2 separate regions of the Drosophila melanogaster genome follow, and region 2 is linked to region 1. A link is a contact called in public Hi-C data. All regions are on one chromosome and are shown on one strand. The core of a region is the stretch at or near the end of the contact, and the rest is flanking DNA. Distances in the headings are between cores, read along the strand shown. Region 1 holds the start of CG6966. Region 2 holds the start of lncRNA:CR44133 (long non-coding RNA:CR44133).

Region 1 (3,678 bases), core at 1,095-3,594:
ACATTCGCTTGACAGAATTTATTAATACGATTATTGATATGGGCGCCTAAACTTTGTCCCCACCAGATGTTTTTTGTGAAAACAATTCACTGATAAGGTTACCTAAAAATTTAAATCTACATAATTTGTACTTTTTATTTACTCACTAACAAGAATGGCATGATTTAAGTCGCCTTTCTCTATGCAAGTTTGAAGTGCACTAGTAATCATTAAGGCCAACAAAGACAGGAAACAGCACTCAAATAAATTGCAAAACCTTTTTATATAATGCAAATATGCACGCAGTTAATTTATGCGACCTTCGACTAATCCAATTGTCGTGTCAACAAGAAGTTGCCTAATTGCAGCTCATTTCTACATATGTTACAGAAAATCTTTCACCCAAGTGAGTTATTCCAGCTGATTTGCATTTCCCTCGTTCGAACCCATTTCCATGTCACGTATTCGCGTATGCACATCTAATTTTCCGAGCTGCCAGGCCCAAGTATATATGTACATATGCAAAATATGGCTGTGCTAAGCTTAGAATCAAACTGCTCGCTCGTACTAAATAATAAACACCCACCAGCCGCAGTGCAAAACAATGCAAAAGTGGGGGACAATGCAACAGCGCCAATTGCAGCCAGTCGCTGTGGCAGTTGCAGTTGCGTTGCTAAGTGCACGGGCTTCCATTTGGTGGCGGTGTGTGCCAATGTCAAGCTGCCCCTTTGGCTTCAATAGATGGCACACATGGATGCCAGACAAAGGCATAGCCACAGCTCAAGCTCGAGCCCAAGAACTTTGGTTATGCAAAGAGTGTGTTCGTTCGTAAGTCTTGCAGTCGCAAGCAAAAGTTTCGAATCCAATACGCCCACCAGCACACCAGCCAGACCGAACATATGTATTTGTTATTGTCTTGCGGGGGTGCGGCGCATTTAGCTAGATTCTAGCTGGGCGATCGATAAACTATGCTAGCATTGTTTTTAAAAATCAGCGGAAATTTTACAAGTCAGCAAACAAACCACACTTCGCATTCTAAACTATTGGAACACAAGAAATATAATATAATATTCTTATCACACTCCTCATGTTGCAATAATGGTTGTACAAATACAAAGGTATGTAAGGTTAGCGCACTTGGGTAGGTCTTTTATGCTATTTCATGGTCTTTCAGAAGCCCATCATCAACGAAATCTGAGGAGATAGGTCATTAGGTTAGCCATAATTGCAATCATTCTTAAAAGCACACGCTTGCATAATAAACGTAAGTCGAATCTAGATTTTTCCATAATTGGGCTATTTTCAAGCCAGATTCGAATGACGGCCCAACAGCACCGCTGGAACACATGCGCGTGTACGGCTTAGCGGAGAGAGCTTGTGTGTGTGTGCGTGTGCCGCGATAGTGCGCGAGTGTGTGTGTGAGCGAGAGAATTTTATTGATTAGTCACAAGGCTAAATAAGCTGCCGAGTTTACTGAGCAGCTGAGATTTCTAACAACAATCACAATAAGAATCTAGCAACTTTCCAATTGGACGGCCCAGGTGTGCAGGAGAAATTGTTGAACCCCAGTTCGCAATGCGTACGATATGTTCAAAACTCACCTTCAACTGCGCCAAATTGTTGTCCCTCGCTGCGTTGAAAACAATGAATTTGTAATCCATTTTTGTGATTCAGTTATTTGGCATAAATGCCACAGCAAGCAGCACGTTGAAAAATAATGATTTTAGGTAATTTTATGTCGCCTTTGCTTTGCTTCTTTCTTCGCCTTCGTCAAGAGAAAGAGAGGGCACGAGCGAGAGAGTGAAAGAGAGCGGCGAGATTCAGATTCTTGAGGATGCTGTTGCTGCCTTTTTTGCCTAGCAATTTATTTGTTGTTTGGTTTTTCAATTTTCTGCACAAAAGAACTTTCCAACCGAGCGAATATATGTACATATAATATGTGTAACGATTGCGATTGCGTTTTTGCCCGTACTTTTTATTGCTTCCGTGTCTTCCTGGCAATCGAATTGCATACAAACATACATATATCTTTTTGCGCACTTTGCATTCGCCTTTCGTGTTTCTTTTCTTTTTTTGCTTTCTTTCTTTTTCGGTCTCAGGAAGACGAAAATTGCATTTCCCTACTTCGACCCGCTGGCGATTTGTAATTGTAGCTCTCTAATTCGGTTACTAGAGCATCAAACGGCGCACTTTTACGATTCGTTTTGATTTAACATGGTATTCAGCACAAATCCAAATCCCTTCCCGAGTTTTTCGAAAACTCGTCCGACAGCCAGGAAAGCAGATCGATTGTGATGCTCTAAAATCGCTCGCGAGGAGTCGCGCTGTTTTGAACCGTCCCGCCCGCGATTGCAAAATAAAATGCCGTTTTTCAGCTGTGGCTGGTCATTTTTTTCCGTTTGTTTTCGCGTTAGGCGATTTGATTGAGAAGCGAAGTTGCGGTCACACTTGGCGTATTTACAGTATTTTTATATGGACCTGCCATCTCAAATTTTACACGTGTACGGAGTTGCCATCTTGATTTCTAAACGTCCGCAAGTGCACATGTATTTACATCAGTATGGCAGCTCCTGACAACTGCATATGTTAGGATGGCAACATAAAATGTGAGTAGCGCAGCAACCAGCAACAATCAGCATCAAACAGTAGCGGACAAAAGATTATTGCCACAAAATCCGGATATAACAATTTGAATTTGTATTTATCATTATTTTACTTTGGTTTTATTTATTGAATTTATTCCATACAATTTCATATGCATTTTGTATTTGTTTTCATTAAATCATAAACAGTTACATTGTTTTACATTGTACATTTGATTATGCTTTACTTAATAGGTATTATTATTTTAGTTCATATTTGTATATATCTTGTTTGTATATGTCATACGGTTATGTTTATTAAGAATACGTGTGTGTTTGTCTCAACGGAAAATCCAAAACAAAATGAAAACAATGGATTATCGATTAGTTATATTTAAACGGGTTATTCTTGAGTTTCTGCTTACTTTGATTAACGTTTAATCATATTGTGTACCATAATATAATTAGTTAAAGCTACAACTTAGTGCGCATTCTTGTACTTCAGCAACAACTACAACAAAAGATATGACACATAAACAATAACAAAAAAGTTGATCGTTTCTAACAACAACGAACGTATAAAATAATTCTTTTAAAACATTTGTTGTTAAACAAAGAAAATGTAAAAGTTTTGTTTTCAATAATTATTTTTTTTTTGCTTTTACTTTTTCCATTTTTTTATATCACAAGTTAAAATTTTGATTATTGTTTGGTCAATTTTATTATAATATTTATATGTATAGTACTTGTATATATGTATATGGTATTAGGTATGTGTGTAAATTATGTACATAAGAAAATATACTAATAGCATAATTTAATAAACATATTTCCGTAAGTTTCTCATATAAATTGGTCTAGATAATCAAGTCATGGTGTTTCATTAAATGGGGTTCCTCTTTTGGGCTGAGGAATTGGTTGAGTGCTTTTCTTAAGGGACTTGGTATACAGAGCAGTTCTAACGATTCGAGAGTGATATAAATATAGTTAAAAATATATGTTTGTTTTAGGAGATTAGAGAGAAATTCGAGTTAGTTGCATGCGTTAAGTTAAGAGAGTGTTCTTTTAATGATAATTTATCGAATTTATTTAGAAATATTTTGTAAGAAGGTCCTAG
Region 2 (3,976 bases), core at 1,158-3,657, 890 kb after region 1:
AATAAGACACCTAATTTCACCCTGACCAATTGTTTCCATAGTCACGGCTCATTTTATTGACTAATGTGTTCATATTGCCACGATTTATCAGATCGATCGGCTGAAATCGATTTTGTGTTTCATTTATCAGAAGAGCTATTTGCTCGACTGGCGAAAGAGGAATATTTATGTACTTTCCGTCGTTCTCATTCGGAATCTGGTCGGCTGTGACCCTAGTACCTTGAAATTTGATGGGGCTATCAGTTGTGTCAGCCCATTAAAAGTGCCCCAGCTAGTAAATATAGTTAGTTGACCCCTTACCACCACACAGCATACCCGATTTAGTTTTCAATTTGGTTTGCTTTCGATTAATACAAAACCCGGCTTATCTGTGCTTCGTCACGATGAAATGGCTGCGGATTATGGCATGGGCACACCATCCATCCATGGAGTAGATTATTTATGTCTACGAGGGGTGCTAAACGCGACCCGATCGTAATGGAGTCTGTGTCTCAATACTCCAAAACAATAATAATTCCTGCAGCAGTACGAGGGATTCGGTGCGTGGTACAGGATGGCCTTATCTCTGGCCCGTAGTAATGCCCGTCTTCCCCAGTTTCTTTATAATGGTCATTATTAAATTGTATTATAAGAGTCAGCTCAAACAAAACAAAAGCAAGTCCCGAGTTAAAGTCGGTGGCTGATAAGCTACGATTTTCCACTCGCTATATAACACTGCGAGAAAAAATATACCAGATCTTATACAGATTTCAAATATGAAATTCTGTACATGATTAAAGCTAAACGTAGCAGGATAGTTTAAATGAAATGTAGTAATAGTATCTAAAATAACATGATGACAAGATAATAGGTTATTAAAATAGGTTATTAATAGTATCTTACAATCTTTGCCTCTGCATTCTTCTCAGTGCATTCCCTTTTCTCTTACCCACTCACTTTGGCCTTTTATCTTCTGACCACAAGGCATCTTCCGGACTTTGCTACTGCTACTACTGATAGTCCAGCACCCGCACCCGCACCCTTGCATCCTTATCGCAATGTCTCCTCCTCGACTCCTCCCCGCATGGGTGACCCGCACCCTGTGGCCAGGGCCTCCTCCTCTCCCTACTGGCTGGGTCGGATCTTGGTCTGCCCGGCGAGGCGCCGACTTAAAGTTTTCCGCCAGGTTATTTACCTCCTTATCTCGCCAGCATTGTTTTCGCCTCGTCACCCGCTCCTTGCTTCTGATTCGTCTGGTTTTATCAATGTTTCTGTTTGCAATATGTTTGTTCTCAGCTTTTTGTTATTGTTTCTTGATTACTGGTTCTCTTATCACGACGCGTGACGTCATAAGAGCCGGCATTTTGCTATTAGATAGGAATATCTTTACATTTTTTTATCGTTTTTTTTTGGAAACGTGCTTGCTTTTTAGTTTTTTAAAATTACCAGACTCTTTGGCATTTCCCTGGTGGGAAATAAACTTCATCATAAACTTCATCGAAAGGGGGGGTGTGTAGGGAGAATAGTAGGAGTGCCATAGATAGGCAAGGTCGTCTGCCAGGCTTTGTTATCGGTTTGGTTTAATGTAGATCAGTCTCTATTTATTGAGCGCAAAAAAAATGTTATATCTTTCATAAACCATCTTTACTAAACCGGAAAATATCTTAGATATAAAAGAGAAAAGTGGGATTTATATTAGGAACTTATATTTTTGATTTAGAAAAAGATTAGTTTGGAAGAGCTTGTATCTTTGAGAAATAATTAGAAATTGGGTATTTACAGGATTGGATCTGGGGGAATTTATATATATTTTTTTTTAGTAAGTTGGTTAAAGATCCTTTCTCTACTGTTTGGTAAGCATTCGAAACAGGAACTTATGTACATTCCGCTATAGTGGCCAGATTCCGAATGCTGTCGTCACCAAATCAAATCTGGCCAAAGCAGGCCAGATGATAAGGACCTATGGCATATACTCACCAAGTCGGAGAGCGAGAGTTGCCCCGATAAGGATAGTCGCGCGACCGACGCGTGATGCAACTTAATCAAATCGTGTTTTGGTATCGCCCACCCTGCCTCTCGCTCTATCTGTGCCAGCGTCCTGCTCGCTCCCGTGTGGCGTCCATGCGGCGGAGATGGCGCCTGTGGGGCTGGCAATCGTGGAATCGGAATCGGGCCCGGCTCAGATAGCCATATCTTGGCGGCGTCCAATCAGCGGAACCGGCGACAGCCAAACTACGCCAAAGTACCGAGTACACGGCGCAATGAGTTCGACGGTTGCGTCGCCGATAATAAGTACAATCGTTACTTTGCTGTTGTTGCGTTTTTGAAAAGGTGATATGAAATGTGCTCTGATAAGTTTTAATCAAGAATATTTTACTCGCATTGCTTTGGGTGGCTCCCGGCCGAGTAGCATTTGAAAAGTTGTAGTAGTAGGTCGGAGCTCGGATGCGGGTCTGGTCGGGTCCACTCCCAACCGAACCCATCCCGTGCCATCCCATCCTATCGATTGCATCCGGCACACCGGTGCGGATTCGTGGGTCGTGTCCCGGCGATTATCACCGTGATCTGTTGGGCGTGAAACCGAAGAAAACCCTTTGAGCGTGGAAAAATGTGAGGAAAGTTGCGCCGGCGCAAGGGAAATCCTTCAAACGTGTGTTTAACCACAAAAGCGACGTGAGTTTAACCAACATAATCGACGGTTGGGCGCCCGGAAAAGCCACCACCCGCCTCCTCATCGTTCCCCGAAAGAGTTGTGATCCGTCGGCGTGACCTGTGTGACACTTTCATTTGCCGGGTTAACGCCCCCTCAAAGTCCGGACAGTATCGAAACCGAAAATTTAACGCTTGCTTAGCGCCTGAGATCGCCAGATGCCCAGATGTCCGCGGCTCGGTCATCATCGATGAAAACCACATGGGCCGAACGAACGCCCCTCATAATGAGCGCAACGGATCCGAGCACTCGATTCTGGACCTAGCCACAATGGATTTTCAATCGCTGTCGGAATATGCATGGGAATCTGGCCATGGACAACTTGGTAAGTTTCACCAGACGATTTGTTGGCCTTCGGGGGAAGTTGCTCTCAATTGTCTTAACTAACATAAATAATACTAATGGAATGTTGCATATGTGCTAAATGAAGCTACATATGTACATAAATAAATGTCACATAATGTTTAGTCACAACTCTTGGGAAGACATAGTGTACGTATTATTATGAGTCATTGTATTCATTTTTTGCAAACAGTCATGATTTTAATGAGTTTTAGGCTTAAAATGGTTTCTAAGAATAAATATTTCAGTTCAAGTCGCAGTAAGATTATTAAATGTTGTGGAATGCATCCAAGCAAAAAGTGTCTAAGAAAATTTAAGGAATTGAAAAGGGACCGACAGGGAAAAGTAGGGAAAATTATGTCGATTACGAGAAACCAGCATGACGATCAACGAACCCAAAAAGCACAAAACTCCGGATCCCGTCCAGCCAAGGGGTGGGGCATTGCCTTACAGCTCCAGGCAGTGGCACCCAGCAAGTGCCCATATGCGTGCCCGAGTATATATTTTATATATATGTATGTGTATATATATATAAATATATAAGGAGGTTGAAACGACTGAAAAACAAAATGCGAGTCCAAACGATGGGTCCCGTTCCATGGTACCGCTGCCGATCCACTTGGCCCTGCGGTCGTTGAGTTGTGGCGACGACAACAACGAGGCCTTATCAACATCGACTTGTATGTATATGTATAATATATGTATGTGGGGAAAAAATGAAAAGAAAAAATTATTCAAGAAAAATAAGCATTTAAGAAAAGAATTTCAAAACAAATGAAATAAATGTAGTGGGGCCTTATACTATGTACCCATAAATTCATTGCTATACACACATGACTTCCTGCCATAGGTCAGCCATATTGAAAATTAATTATACAAAAAAAATATATATATATATATATATTGTATAACCACACACATATTATAGTCAAGCGAATTGTCGTA

What was found. Hi-C and Micro-C count contacts between places; a contact is called where the count stands out from the background.
Region 2: a Hi-C map of the Kc167 cell line shows a contact between it and region 1, with 2.0 times the contacts expected there.

Annotation. Positions count from the first base shown.
Region 1 is chr3R:15,093,287-15,096,964 of dm6, forward strand. It overlaps CG6966, which reads right to left and starts at 2,345. Exons shown (of 5, transcript NM_001300404.1): 1 at 1,581-2,345. The coding sequence starts at 1,640. CG42788 reads right to left here. Exons shown (of 10, transcript NM_169609.4): 10 at 2,671-3,678.
Region 2 is chr3R:15,983,774-15,987,749 of dm6, forward strand. It overlaps lncRNA:CR44133 (long non-coding RNA:CR44133), which reads left to right and starts at 2,408. Exons shown (of 2, transcript NR_074017.1): 1 at 2,408-3,014. srp (serpent) reads left to right here and starts at 2,379. Exons shown (of 8, transcript NM_001275690.1): 1 at 2,379-3,014.